Regions from separate parts of the Gossypium hirsutum genome. Here region 2 is linked to region 1. A link is a contact called in public Hi-C data. All regions are on one chromosome and are shown on one strand. Each heading gives the region's core, a stretch centred on a gene start, on an enhancer-like site or on the middle of the called end of the contact. The rest is flanking DNA. Distances are from core to core; before and after follow the strand shown.

What was found. Hi-C and Micro-C count contacts between places; a contact is called where the count stands out from the background.
Region 2: a Hi-C map of leaf shows a contact between it and region 1, with 2.5 times the contacts expected there. The contact joins the promoter of LOC107909843 here to the promoter of LOC107909863 in region 1. A contact is called at or near these places in 7 of 34 Hi-C or Micro-C datasets (callus, hypocotyl and leaf).

Annotation. Positions count from the first base shown.
Region 1 is chrD02:56,697,894-56,705,320 of Gossypium_hirsutum_v2.1, forward strand. It overlaps LOC107909863 (squamosa promoter-binding-like protein 2), which reads left to right and starts at 3,577. Exons shown (of 4, transcript NM_001327025.1): 1 at 3,577-4,300; 2 at 4,442-4,578; 3 at 6,033-6,299; 4 at 7,071-7,415. The coding sequence starts at 3,615. The coding sequence ends at 7,405. LOC107908281 (4-coumarate--CoA ligase-like 1) reads left to right here. Exons shown (of 6, transcript XM_016835505.2): 6 at 98-483. The coding sequence ends at 335. It overlaps LOC121214724 (a long non-coding RNA gene), which reads right to left and starts at 1,721. Exons shown (of 2, transcript XR_005910445.1): 1 at 1,582-1,721; 2 at 114-1,374.
Region 2 is chrD02:57,000,894-57,008,320 of Gossypium_hirsutum_v2.1, forward strand. LOC107909843 reads left to right here and starts at 3,133. Exons shown (of 3, transcript XM_016837525.2): 1 at 3,133-3,345; 2 at 3,460-3,752; 3 at 4,480-4,711. The coding sequence starts at 3,467. The coding sequence ends at 3,751. It overlaps LOC107909844 (F-box protein At1g67340), which reads left to right. Exons shown (of 3, transcript XM_016837526.2): 2 at 1-104; 3 at 199-1,179. The coding sequence ends at 936. It overlaps LOC107909842 (REF/SRPP-like protein At1g67360), which reads right to left. Exons shown (of 3, transcript XM_016837523.2): 1 at 7,387-7,427; 2 at 7,056-7,289; 3 at 6,240-6,833. The coding sequence starts at 7,404. The coding sequence ends at 6,402.

The sequences.
Region 1 (7,427 bases), core at 2,327-4,826:
AATATATTTAAGTATTGAATAGATAAAGTCATACTTGTATTAAACATGTACCTATTTGTTACACTCAAACTTAATGAAGAGTGGAATTGAAATACAGGCTGCCTGACGAAGAATCAGGGGAAATTCCGGCGGCATGCGTTGTGATGAACCCAAATGCCAAAGAAAACGAAAGGGACATAATGGAGTACGTAGCCTCCAATGTTGCACACTACAAGAAAGTGAGGGTTCTGCAATTTGTGGGCACCATTCCCAAATCCCCATCTGGCAAAATCATGCGAAGGCTTTTGAAAGATAAGATGATGGAAAATATGCCCAAACCCCCTTCCTATTCCTAATTCCAACATTTCCTTCAATAAAATCCCTTTCTTTTCATTTACTCAAAGTAATCCATCTCATTGTTATGATCTTATGTTTAAAATGAAAAATGAAAATGCTTGCAGTCTCCTTATATATAATAATATTAATAATAGCAATATGTTACTATCTCTGTTTCTGCTACTTGATTTGGTAGTTAAGAGGGGACAAAGTGTCAATGTGAATAATTGTATATTAGGGTTTAGAAATAAAAATGTCAAAATATGTTACAAATAATTGTTAAAGGGGTCCTAAAAGATTAGAATGAAAAAAGGGGGGTTTAAAGGATAGGTTGACAGTTGACACCCATATTTGATTGTACGTACGGTGGAAGCTCTGGGTTGACAAATTTGCTCAGAGTTAATGACATTATATTTTTAATACTGAGTTTAAAGGTTTATTTTAATGGTGAAAGTGAGAAAGATCCACCATCTAAACACAAATTGTGGTCCCTTGGATAGGTGAATTATTTTAATGTTTTGATGCTAGTATGATTATCATAATCCAAAAAATTGGACTTCCTTAATTATAATATGACAGAACATAGAATAATCATCAAATACCTGAGAGTTAGTTGATATATTTTAAAACCAAAAATAGAAAAAGGTTTCATTAACTTATAATAATTAATGTCAAGTAGATTTTGCAGCACAAACTCTTAATTCAGGAATTGTAGGGATGATTTATTCTTTTTAATATTTTGAATTCTGCCCCCACCTTTCCAATAATCTGCATTGTTTTATTTTTAATCAAATTCTTTAAATTCTTATTTTCTAATTTTTTGTATTTTTTTAAAATTTGGAATTTTATTATAAGATCAACATTAAATTTATTTATTAATACGTAGCTTTTTTATAGGTAAAATTTTAATTAACAATTAAGGGATTAAAAATACAACATCGGATAATATAAAAAATAGACCTAATATTAGTTGGGCTGGCTACCTGTAACTGACGAGAAAAAGGCAACCCTTTCATTACCGTCCAAAAAACTACTACTCCATAGTCCATACTCCATAACCTGCAAAAGTTGCAATGCAATCAGCTTTTGACTGGCACGTGTCATTATTTTAAATAAATTCTACCTAATTTAATTTCTGCATTTAAAAAAAAAAGCTACTGCAACAGTAATAATACAACAAACAAATAAATAAATAATAATAATAAAAGGAAATAATTTCTTCCAAAAAAGCTAGGCTTTAATTATTTTTTGCCCCACTCTCACCACCTCTTTCGTTGCTTGTCCTTCCATTTTCAGTCTGTGAAAGAGACCCTGACTCGGTCTCAGACTCGGACTCGGCTGTGGGCTGTGCTTTGCTGTACCTTATCTCCTTTCTTTTTCAAGATCTTTAATCCTTCTGCTCTTTCTTTTTCTATTCTTTCTGCCCACCATTGAAGTACGCATCGGTAAGTAACTCAATCTCACCAGAAAGCATTTGCCTTGCCTTTTCTTTCTTTCTTTCTTCTTTTTTTATATATGTTTTCACTTTGTTTTTACTAAACGCCGTTAATAAATAGGAAAGATAAAACAGAGTTTTCATTTTGGATTAACAAAGAAAGCAATAATGAGGTACTGGAGTTTCTAAAAATGGGGAAACATCTCTTGTTTTTGCGGCTCAGATTGAAACATCATTTTCTTCCTATCTTCTACCTTTATTATGTGAACTTGTTTTAACTTTAGAAAGAAAAAAAAAAGAAGGTAAAGTGCGTTTTTTTTTTGTTATGGTTCCTTTTCTTTTCTTGTTTTCTGGGGAAAATAAATGGAAACGACTGCGTTTATGTTTGTTAAAAGGGTTCCTTTTTATTATTTTTTACCTTGTATTTCTGGCTGAAAGCTGAGAAGAATTTATCAAAACATTAAAAGGAAAACGATATGACGAATGATATCTAAGAAGGGGACCAAATACTTTCTACTTTTTTAGTAAAAATGAATATTTTAGTTTATATGTTTGTTCTATTTCTGTTTCAATGCAAAACTTCATATATATTGTATGGAGAAAAAATTTGTGAGTAGAATTTCTTTTTTGTTTATTTTTTTGGTTGACATGTATGGTATTTGTTGATTGGTTTTAATGGTTCTCGTGGGGGTTCAAGTAAAAATGGTTGTCGGGATAGCTTTTTATACATCAGTAAATTGTTGAATTTATGGTAGATATTTTTTGGTACAAGAATTTATGGTAGATTAGGGTTTCATTGAATTTTGTTTTGTACAGTAGTTGTGGGTCTGAGTCAGGGACCTACTTTGCAAGATTTCCCAGATAATTGAATTGGAATTATTGAAAGTGTTAGAGTGTTTTTTAGACTAGGTTACTTGATTAAAACGTGAATCCTTTTATTTGTTTAATTTTTGGGTTCCTCTACTTGGACTTTGTTACTGCTTCTTAGAATTATTGAAGATAGTGGGGCGAGCAGAGAGAGAGAGAGGGAGCTGCTTTGTTAAAGAGGCTAGACCGGGTAGTTATTGTTGGATGGGTTAATAGATAAGCTAAATTCTTCTAGATTTTTGGTGGTGGAATTTACTGCTGATGTTGAAGGTTTATGGAACACTACTATGTTTTTACTTGGGGTTGAAGATCAGCTTACATTCGTACAAGACTCGTATAGAGAGACAGTTTGGAACTATGGTGTCAGTTTGTTTGCGTTAGCAATAATGAATGGATGAGAAAAAAGCTCTACTACTATTCTAGTTCGAATCTGCAAGGTCCAATATAACATACTTTTTGTCGTTGCTTAAGCTCTCTTTTCTGTTGGATATTGATATCTGCATAAAAAAACGCTCGGCTTGAGAAGTGATTGCTTTGTTTAGTCGAACCTCTCTACTACCCTGGTTGCGATTGTTTTGCTAAGTGGATTTGAAGTGGCATCAACAAACCCTTTTTAGTTTAAACTTGGGGAAGGAGTGGACTAAATATTGTTTCGTTGAAGTGGATAGAAAATTTTCTAACTTGTACCACTCTAGATCTGAGAAACAGAGAGGGTTGGACTTTGATGCTGTTAGATTTAGAGGTAAGTTTTGAACTTGATATGCAGGGATTAATTTTTGTTTATCAGTTGTTTTGCGGGCTATGTGTCTATAAGGATTCTTTGAATGGTCTGCTTCATATATAAGGTTACTGAATTTAGGATGATTGAAATTCTTTTCGTTTATTTCCTTAATGAATTGAGCAAACCTCTAGGTTATATTTTAGGATCTGTTGACAAGTGGCTTGGCTTTTATATGAAGAAGATTGTTTGAACTGTTCTGTGAGTTCTATCTCTCTCATGGACTGGAATGCCAAAACCCCGTTGCAATGGGAGTGGGAGAACCTAATGATGTTAAATGCGACACCAACTGAAATTCCAAGGAAGCTAAGATCGGCAGAGTGGGATATTGAGGGCGAGGAAGAGCTGGACTCTGGGTCTCTCTATTCTTCTGGTGCTGCTGCTGGAGGTAGTGGTGGTTCTGGATCAGATTTGGGCCTTATTTCTTTGTCTAAAAGTTCGAAATCGGCATCCATTAATTCTTCATCTGCGGGAGAGGTAAAAGTGACCACATTTACTTTGGAGGCTTTTGAAGCTATACCACATGAAATTAGCAACAAGAAAAAGGTTTCCAAGGTTGAGCACACCGGTAGTTCCCCAATATTTGAGGCTTCAGTTGGCTCTGGTGAGCCATTGCTCAGTTTAAAGCTTGGCAAGCAAACATACTTTGAAGATGTTTGCACAGGAAGCAATTCAAAGACTTCATCTTATTCAGCCACTCCTGGACCATCCCCTTCCCCGGCAAAGAGATCCAAACCCAATTGTCAGACAAAACATATTCTGCGTTGCCAAGTCGAAGGCTGTAACCTTGACCTTTCTTCGGCTAAGGATTACCATCGGAAACACAGAGTTTGTGAAAGTCACTCAAAGAGCCCTAAGGTTATTGTAGGTGGTCTGGAGCTCCGGTTCTGCCAGCAGTGTAGCAGGTAAAATATTGTTTTAATTATCTTAGTATTGAAGACTTGAATTTCTTAGTTGATGGTAGTGATTTGATTCTTTACTACTGAACTTGTGATTCTATCTCATTATGAATGTTGAAATCATAATTTTCATTCATGATGTCAAAGGTTCCATGCTCTGTCAGAGTTTGATGAAAAGAAGCGAAGCTGCCGCCGGCGTCTTTCTGACCACAATGCAAGGCGCCGCAAACCACAGACAGATGCAATCCACTTCAGTGCTGCAAGGCCTTCACCAGCAGCATATGGTAATGGTTTCAGACCCAAGTTTGATATGTTTTCATTCATATAATTTTTGCTATATGCTACCATCTCAAGAATAGACTAAGACACTTTATTTTTTCCCTTTTCTTTTACCTCTCAAATTATGGAGTTGAGTTATTTCATTAACCAAGTCAATCTGGATTTTTTTCATTTTATTTAATCAAGATGTTCTTTAATAAATGGTACTTGGTTCTCTATGGTAATACAATATCTTAATATATGCTGCATTTGGTTGAAAAAATGATGTCAGTAATATCTTGACTGATTCCTTAACTGAGTTTTATCTTGACATGTTTATCTCTTTTAAAACAATAATACCATCAGGGGCATCCTCAAGCTTTTCTGTGTTCTTTTTCCACTTTAATCTGTAAATCTATAATAGACATTATTGAATTCGCAACTAATTATATATAATGGAAAAGACATAGTTTATGCAAAATTTGGCAATTTATATACCTGAAATTGCCTTAGTTATAAAGTCTACAGTGTCCAAAATGTCTATTATGCATATGCTTCTTGAATTCCTATCATGCAGTTCTTGATATTTGTATGCCATTTAGATTAAAGGTGATGATGGTCTGGTTTGAATCGGTTTTGGAAAATAATTGCGGTTACCTTTTAGTATTTTGGTTTTAAAAAAACTAAACCAAAACCAAACTGAATATCAAATGCAACTGAACCAAACTGAATTCCATCAGTTCGGATCTTTGGTTTTTAAAAATTTTTAAAAATTATTTTTATATACTTTTTTGAACTTACTTTCACTAATTTAGATATGATATGTTTTTAATAGTGTATAAAAAATGGGAAAATATTTGGTACACTGCCAGTGGAGTTTTTAGACTCCACAAGCAGGGATAGGGGTTGATAAGTGTCCTGTAGGGGTATGGTAAAATATTTAAAATATATATATTTAAAAAAAGAGACACATGTCAATTTTTTAAGGTTGCTTGTGGAATAAAAAAGGTACACTGCCATTGTACCACATACTCATCCAAAAAATTAGAAACTAATTATGAATTAAATAAAAATAGAATTCGGTTCGATTTGGATGAAAGCAAGATATTGGTTTTTTATCTTGTAAATTGAAAACTGAACCGAACCAAACCAAACTGAATATATTTAAATAATACCTGAACTGAAATTGAACTGAACACTATGATTCAAATTGATTTTTGGTTTTCTCAATTTTTTTCTTTTTTTGCTGTGTTCTAATTTAGATTTCCACCAAGATATTATGGGAAATCATGCATATTGCGTTTTTATTTTTTCCTTTAATTTAACATGATCAAATAGTTTTGGGAAAGCTCAGCACTATATTTTGTTGGATGTTATGCTTCTAATATAGTTGCTGTTCCACCCTTAAAGTTAGAAGTCATATGCAATTTTGTTTGTTAGCATCTCTTAAAGGTACCATCTTGTGCTCATGCTTGTGCAGATGGGAAACAACTGATGAGTTTTGTCTGGAATAAAGTGCCATTTCTTCATAATGCTAGGCCCAATGAAAATTTTACATGGGAAGGCACATTTGTCTCCAAGTCCTCTGAAACGAAAGGTTATGCACCTACAAAAGCGGGAAATGCAAATGGACAGCTGCAACTGCCAGGCAACCAGCTGTTGAATTCCATGACATCTCGGTGTTACGATTCCAACAGATTCCTGCCTGTAAAGGGCAAGCAAAACACAGTTGAGGTTCTCAACCAAGGTTCGTTTTGTTTTTCTTACTAGGAAATAAGATATATCTCATATGCAGTTGGTTTTTTATTGTTACAAATGTACTTCTACACAAATTTACTTTTTAAAGCACCTAGTAATGTAACAAAATGCCCTCAAGAATGCTCTCTTTATAGGTGAGATTGTTCGTGTAACCTTGAATCCTCTGCATTATGCAGATTTATGCTATCACATTCTAGATTTTGTCCATGGAAAATTGTGCTGTCCATTTTCCTTGGAACATATATATATTTATATCATTCATTTTTCATAAAATAGTGGAGGGACAAATAAGGGTGCCTTTTCTTTTTCTCTAAAGCCTTTGTTGTGACAGTGCAAGCTGACAACTATTAGAACTAGAAATTACCTTTCTTGTCCGGCTTCTTTGAGCTAAAGGATGTAAATGGTCATATGATATCTTTACTGCTGAAGTATACCCCTGAACCACCAATCCTCGTAGCCCTTTAGATGTGTTTGATGATGAAAAATATTGTTCTCTATGGAGTGGTCCATGAACATTAAAGTGCCATGGCTGCCCTCCATGGGAAATTGGGGTAATGCTACTTGAGGTCTTTGGCTTTTTTGAAAACCTTTCTGGAATGTGATTACATAAGTTCAAAACGAAGACGTATGATAAAACAAATATTGCAGTCTAAGAGACGTGTGTTATTGATCCTTGATAAGTCTCATGCTTGTTAAAGATGATATGGTCTCGTAACTAAACTGATTTACAAGCTTACACAAGTTTTGTGAAATCTTGTAGGTGTAGAAGAATCCACAGTTGCTTCAAATATGGGTACGACGCAAGATCTTCATCGTGCTCTCTCTCTTCTGTCAAATGAGTCTTCGGTTTCTTGTGAGCCAAAACAACATGGTTCACTTGCGTACCCTGTGCATGTTAGTGGTAGCAGCATGTCTCAGCCCACGATGAATGTGATTTCGCAGAGTTTCCCCATTCCATATGCCTTATCTGAAAACTGGCAGATGGAACAAGAGCAGACTACTCAATCCCAAGTTGAGGGTGACAACCATCTTCAAGAGTTTCAGATTCTCAAGGTTCCATATGATAATAGCTTTTATTCCAATCAGATGAATTGATTGCCACAAATCTTAAACTTTA
Region 2 (7,427 bases), core at 1,883-4,382, 300 kb after region 1:
AATTGTTCGCCATTAAAGCTGAAAACTGGTCGGAGTCAGCTCACAGATTCTTGAAGTGTTGCGCCGATGCCGGAAATGTTGAAGCTTGTTACACCCTCGGCATGGTTAGTTTTTATTTTTCTTTACTGATTCTTGCAAGTTCCTTTTCAAGAATATAAACATTCTCTAACAAATGAAGTGTTCTATGATTTGCAATAGATTCGGTTCTACTGTTTGCAAAATCGAGGGAGTGGGGCTTCTCTTATGGCTAAGGCGGCGATTAGTTCTCACGCGCCGGCGCTTTACTCCTTAGCTGTAATTCAGTTCAACGGCAGCGGTGGCTCTAAGAACGATAAGGACCTTAGAGCCGGTGTGGCTTTGTGCGCCCGGGCTGCTTTTCTTGGCCACATCGATGCTTTGCGTGAGCTCGGTCACTGCCTGCAGGACGGGTACGGCGTCCGACAAAACATCACCGAGGGTCGTCGGTTTCTCGTCCAAGCCAACGCCCGAGAGCTTGCGGCGGGTTTATCATCAGCATCTGTTTCAAACATCGCTACGTGCTCTTGGCTCACCTGGAGCCCCCACCCGATCCCCCACCCGACCAACCGTCATCCGAACGTGCCGGGATGCCCGTTGCTGAGTGATTTTGGATGCAATGTACCGGCGCCGGAGGCTCACCCGGCGAACAAGTTCTTAACGGATTGGTTCGGCTCTCGGGACGGGATTCCCGGCCCGGGTTTGAGGCTATGCTCGCACGTTGGTTGTGGGAGGCCGGAGACGAGAAGACACGAGTTCCGCCGGTGTTCGGTTTGTGGTGCCGTGAATTACTGTTCACGCGCTTGCCAGGCGCTCGATTGGAAACTACGCCACAAAGCCGAGTGCGCGCCGGTAGAGCGGTGGCTCGACGAAGAAGGTGTCGGTGGCGACGGAATGGATGAAGTCATTGCCGAAAGCTAAAAATGGTTACGGCGATGTTAACGGCCAGGTTAATATATCAGTTTTAAGACGATATAAAAAAAAAGAAAAAAAAAGGGGTTAAAATGTAAAAAGAAAAAGAGGCCAGTTTTTTTCCCTTTATATATATATTTTTTGGATAAATTTGCTTTTATTATCTTAAGCATATAAACAGCTACAAATACAGTCTGATCAAAACCTTGACAGTGTTTTTGATAATTATACAGCAAAGCTCAGTTAAATGCATGATTAAGGCAGTTTAAGATGGCAGTGATTTATTTACCTCGTAGATTATGAAAATTGGAATTAAGCTGTCATTCTTTACTTGTAGGCATAGAACAAAATTAGGTAGGTGGATGGATGGGATGAATAACCAAACTACCATAAAATTCTGGTTTATAAACTGGCTTAACTTTAGGGTAAAGCTAAGAAGAAATACAATCTTCTTTTTTCCATAGGTAAATTCTTGGTGGAATATATGAGTGGGAGAGACATGCGGATGTTGCCTTCATTTTTCTTTTTTAATTATGAGAATGCCTTTTAATTTTATCTTCAACCAAAATTTTTTATTATCAAATTCATACTGCAGGGCATATATATATTATGATTAGAATATAGTGGTAAAGAGGTGGTCCAAGCCCAATCAATGGTATATATAGCAGAAAAAGGATTGAAAGCGTAGTGTACCTACAAAACATTGCATATATTTGACTTCCTTCTTCATCATCTAATCCATTTTCTTAACAACCCCCTTTTCTTTGTCTTAAATAATTAAGATTGTCACATCTGAGCAACCAAAATTTCATAGACTACGCACCCTTTGATGCATTTCTCACACCAATATCCCCCCGCCCCCCCCCCCCATTTTCTGGGCTTAAGCTATCTTTGCCTTGTATTTGTGGATATTCTCATTAACATAAATTTGCGATGACCAAACACGAAAAGATGGCAAACTAATTTACAAATCTTTCTATAATTTCGTGAATTTCAAGTTAAAAGCAGCTTCCATTCATGCGATAATTAATAATAACATCTTGTTTCTGATTCTAATTTCAACTATTCTCTGGTTTATTTTTTTTATACTCATCTTTATATGTTTTATTAAAAGACCCCGGGTATTGTGTTCATTAAATTTTGGGAAATCTTTTGCTTCAGCTGCTGCGCCACGGTTTAAGCATACTCAATACATTTCACATCCACAGATTTTCCTATAAAATTAATTATGCAATTAATTCTTTATGAAATTATCATTTTATCCTCTTATATATAACTATTAAAATGTAACAACAAATTATATGTTTTATGTTTAAATATTTTTTGAAGAATTATGTTTATAAATATTTACTTGACTTTAAAAATTTGAAATTACTAAAGATAAGTAGCAAAAATTAGATTGAAGGTAATGATTAATGCATCCAACATCTATGAATTTCAAGATATGGGTGAATGGTGAAACAGAATATACCAACTATAAAGCGATGATGATCGATTGAACATTGCTTTTGCCATCCCTATCTTCACTTACTCTCAACCTTTTCAGCCCATTAATGCATAAAAAATAATTAAAACAATCTAAATGGCTGTCCATCTAATTCTAGAATATACTTTCTAATCATTTTTATTATACATACCTTATTAAGTTTGTGTTATAACTTAACAAAATATCAATTTAATTGGAAAATATTAGAAATTTCTATTTTTGATACAATCTTTATTTTTACTAATAAACCTTTCTAATCGTTAAATCAAAGAAAAAACGTATTTAAGTGCATTCAAACTCAATCTGTAAAATATAATTTAAACAATAAGAAAACTAATCCACCGCTTTAAGATCAATCACTATCATATAACTTCTCATTAATACCCATTATTATAGGTTCTAATCATATCTGCTTTTTCTAACACAATGTCTAGAACTACCCATAACCCTTCCCTAATCCATAAATAGGAGGATAATGTGCTTCAGCGCACTCAAACTCACATCCTCTTACATTGATAATAATACCTATACCAACCAAACTAAGATTCATAGGCTATTTTTTTTATTTTTTAAAATATAAAAATTTTCACCTAATGTGACAATTTTTAATTAAATTTATACTCTTGAATAATATCTTATCCAAACCCATCCATTCGAGATGTAGTTCAAAATTTCTTTTATAAAATTATTGGGCCTTAGCCTAAGTTAGAGTCTAGAAGATTTAATGCAACCATTATAAGGGCTTTTGATCCCAAAGAACGCCTACCAGAAACTAGGCCGGGCCTACTGACAGCGATGGAGTTGTAGAGCTTTACCCCAAGTTAGGCTCTTCGATTACTCGTAACATTCTGCATCAGAGGTTTTCCCGATCTTTGCTTTCGACAAATTGAAGACCTTGGCTCTGCTAATCGCCACTTGAGATCTTCAAACAGGTTTTTTCTGTCACCTTGTTTTGTGCCTATTCTATTTGATTAGCTATCTAGTAATTCTTTTTTTTATAGTGTTTGTTTGTTGAACTTAGGGTTTCGGTTATTTGTGTTTTCCAGGAAGAAAATGGGGTTCATTATGGAATTTGCAGAGAATCTGGTGTTGAGGTTAATGGAGGACCCAAAAGAGAGGGATAGAAAATTCAGAGAACACGTTTACTCTATGAAGGATCGATGCGCAAAAACCAAGGAGATGTGGAGTTATCCACTGCGGCCTTATGGGTTTTGGACATTTGAGCGCCACAATGCTCAGCTCCGTTGGGATCCTCAGATTAGCCAAGTCCCCGGCCGCAGGGATCCTTATGATGACCTTCTTCAAGACAGTTATGCGTCTTCCTCCAAACGAAACTGAGGTTTCTTTTTTCAACTCATTCTGGGATTTTGTTTATGCTTCTATTAAATTATTCGTGGGCACCGGATTTTGAGAATCGTATATCTACTCTAAGATTTGGGTTTTACTGGTTCGATCAGCACATTGAAGTTTCAGGAATTTAGATTTTAGAGTTTAGACTTTAGTTTGTTGGTATGAAGTTTTCTTGATTTAGCTTAGGTCTGAAGCTCTGATTCATTTGAGGTAAAAGTTTATTCTTATCGAAAATTTTACACTTTTATCATACTTCAAAACTAATTTAGTATTCAGTGGTTCCAAGATAGTAGTAGAGCTTGAGTAATACCAAGTGTTGTTTCTAAATTGAAGGACTTGCGCTGGTGTTTTAATGGTTAAATCACCATCTTAGACTTGCTAATGATTACCATTTGCATCTTATTTAAGTGAAGGTGTAAAAATTTGCATCAGACTTTAACCTGGATTTGTAGGCAAACTGTTTACCCATCGACAATTGACACTGCAGGGATTAGAATATGTTGCTTCCACAAAAGTGTTAGAAGTGATGCAAGCTAATAATTGCCAAATGAAATCCTTTTTTGTGTTTTATTTAGTCACCTCTGCAACAGTGACAATGGTGGAGTTGTGACAAGTCATGAAGCAATGGAGACACTGAATGAAAAGTGAATTTACAATTTCATATTTTCAATCTTGAGAGTAATTTCTAATAAGGTTTCCATTGATGTAGGAATCAGAAGCCATTAGCAGATGGTTTGGAGCTTGATCTACAAATGGGAAGTGGACATTGAAACCCTTTTTACTGTTTGTTTGAATTTATTTTCAATTGTGCTACAAAAAGATTCTGCTTGTTTTGTAGTCTACTTTTGAACATTTGAGTTGGGACACTGGTTTATGAATGAAAATAAATTGTCCATGTAACTCAATGGGTAAGACTTGTAAGGGAAATAAAGACTCTGTGTTGGTGAATATTTGCTTGTTTAGCCATCTTGTTGTTGCCTTGTATTGGGTAAGACTGGTTTTGAACATTTATGTTGCTGTTGTCTCTCCTTTCTTCTTCTAATTAAGCCACCCCTTATTTGGGAGAAGTAGGAGTGTGCAGTTGATTGGTTTGAGTTTTATATCAAAAACCAAATAAACTGACACTCTTTTAAAATGAATCGGCACCACATGACTGGATTGAGCCTTGTCAACGAGAAGCATTGTTGGTTAAGACGAAGTTTTGGGCTTTTGAGTATCTAAATTTGAGTCTTAGCATGTGCAAAATTGTAACATGTGGGTCTCTACTCTCTAGTCCCGAAATGTGCAACTATGTCATAGATGGGTTCTATTCTGTACTTTTTCTGTTGTGCTTGTACTAGTTTGATTCTACCTTTAGCTGCCTAGGTATAAAATTGAGCTTGTATTGTATTTCTAATAGTAGAAACTTAAAAAAAAAAGATTGTTATTATTGTAATTATAAAATTTCATGAATATTTCTTTTTGCTACCGGAACAAGCATTAAGTGGAACATAATCCACAAAAAAGTGAGTAGAAACCAAGACAAATAAGGGAAAATAAAGTGAAATGTAGCAGTAGCAGATGATGTGCCCATATCCTTGGCTTCCATTAGTAACACTTTGTAGCCATTTAGACAAATTAAATTTTGGATTGGTTTGTTATTTGGATTTAAATTTTAGGTTGAGTTGGATTTGATACGGTTTTGATATGAATATGTATTTAATATTTATTAATTAAAAAATTTGAATAATCAAACAACGGAAATGAAAGGATTCTAAATATATCATTTTGATTTAATTGGTTAATCCATATTTTGGTGTTTCTTAGTTAAAAGAACTGGTAAAATCCATGGTGAGAAGGGAATGGCACGAAGACTAGGGAGCAGCACAAAGTGAACTGACTTCCAACAAACCCAAGTTTAGAACTTTATTAGACAGAAAATACTTGAACAATTAAGTTTAATATATACTTATTTCTCAAGCAAAAATCGAACTTGATTGTCATGGTTGAGATTTTTAGTAATAGTTTAAACTTAAAAATTCAATTAACTGGTAAATTATTTAAGTTAATCATTAAATTTAACTTGTATTATACTTAAAAGAACATTAACCCTAAAGTATAAAATAATTATCTTAAATTCACTAACTGAATTGATAGAAAAAATAACTAAAAAACCACATTTTCTATTTTGAAAATAATTTTATTTAACATTTTTAATTTTTTCATCAGAAGTTATCAAATATGACTAACAAAACTTTTAACCCAAAATTTACCCAATGTCAGTGATGATTGAATTGAATTTTTAATTTCTAAAATACAAAAGCTAAAACTCAAATTTTATGTAAATGCAAGGACTAACAACAGATTTTAACCTTTATTTTTTCACCTATAGGTAAACCTTTATTATTTCAAAAAAAAAAAGGCTTAATTTAATTTTAAATTAAAAATAAATATCTTTTTTATCGTATGTACTCATAATCTAATACAAGCTGAAAGATTGAAAGTTGAAAAGGGCATATCATAAAATCAGCCACAAACTCAGAGAGCAACCATATCAGCCATCTAAACGAATCAAGTCATACTAGATTCAACATGTAGCCAATTTACAATGGCAAAGCATCACATTGCCTCTCTGCTAACACACTCAGAAACCAAACACCTAATCTGAATCTGATTCAGATTTATGATCATCCGCATTTGCTTTCTCTTTTCCTTCAGCTTCCTTAACAGCCTTCCCAAAGGCATCAACGGGAATCGATGGTAGATACCCAACCACAGGATAACCTTTTCCACTCTTCTCCTTTAACCAACTGTTGTATTTCTCACACAAATTAGCTGCTTTGGGAACAACCTTTTCTGTCACTGAGTTGAAAGTCGAGTTGCGGTTCAGTTTAACCCACAACTTGGTCGAGCTTACCAGCACCAAGTTCTTGTACTCAGCTGCAGCGTAGTGCAAAGCCCCTCGTGCTCCATTGGTTCGAGCCTCCTCTACTAGTTTCTGAGCCTTTTGGACCAAATCGTGGGCTTGGTTAACCACTTGCTTGGCTGGTGCTGGAGCATGCTCATCAAATTTGTGTGAAACCTCATCTACCTACGGTTATTTTAATCAAATACAATAATAAAGTTCGGAATAAATTGGTTCACACTAAACTGAACTTTCCCCATTTTTAAAATATTAGATTTAATCCTTACTCTTCCGATGCATTTCAAAATACTAAAATTAATTGCTAAACCTAAAGACGAGAAAGAACTCATCAACAGAAACTTCTGATCAAAAGTTGCAAACGGTGATTTTTTCTTAATGGGCGAATACCTTGTTATCAAGGAATCCAAGAAAATGATCAGGAACATCCTTAAATTTCCCGTAGACGGGACCGACGGCGGTGGTAACGGCACGCTCGACGGCGTCGACGGTGGATCTCAACGGCCCCGAGTTCTGTTTAGAGTAATTGTAAAGGTTCGAGATGCAAACCAAGGCGTGGATCGTAGCCACCCTGACGAAGTTTAGGTGCTTCAGGCCTAAATTCTTGTTCTCAAACTCTAACCCCTAAAATTTTAAATCAAATCACAAACAAAAAAGCTCTAAGCTTAACTTTAAAAGTAAGGGAGAAAGGAGAAGAAGAAGAAAGAAGAGATCAAAATACCTTCTCCATGGTTGCCATCTGTTTGATGTAAGGATTCTTTG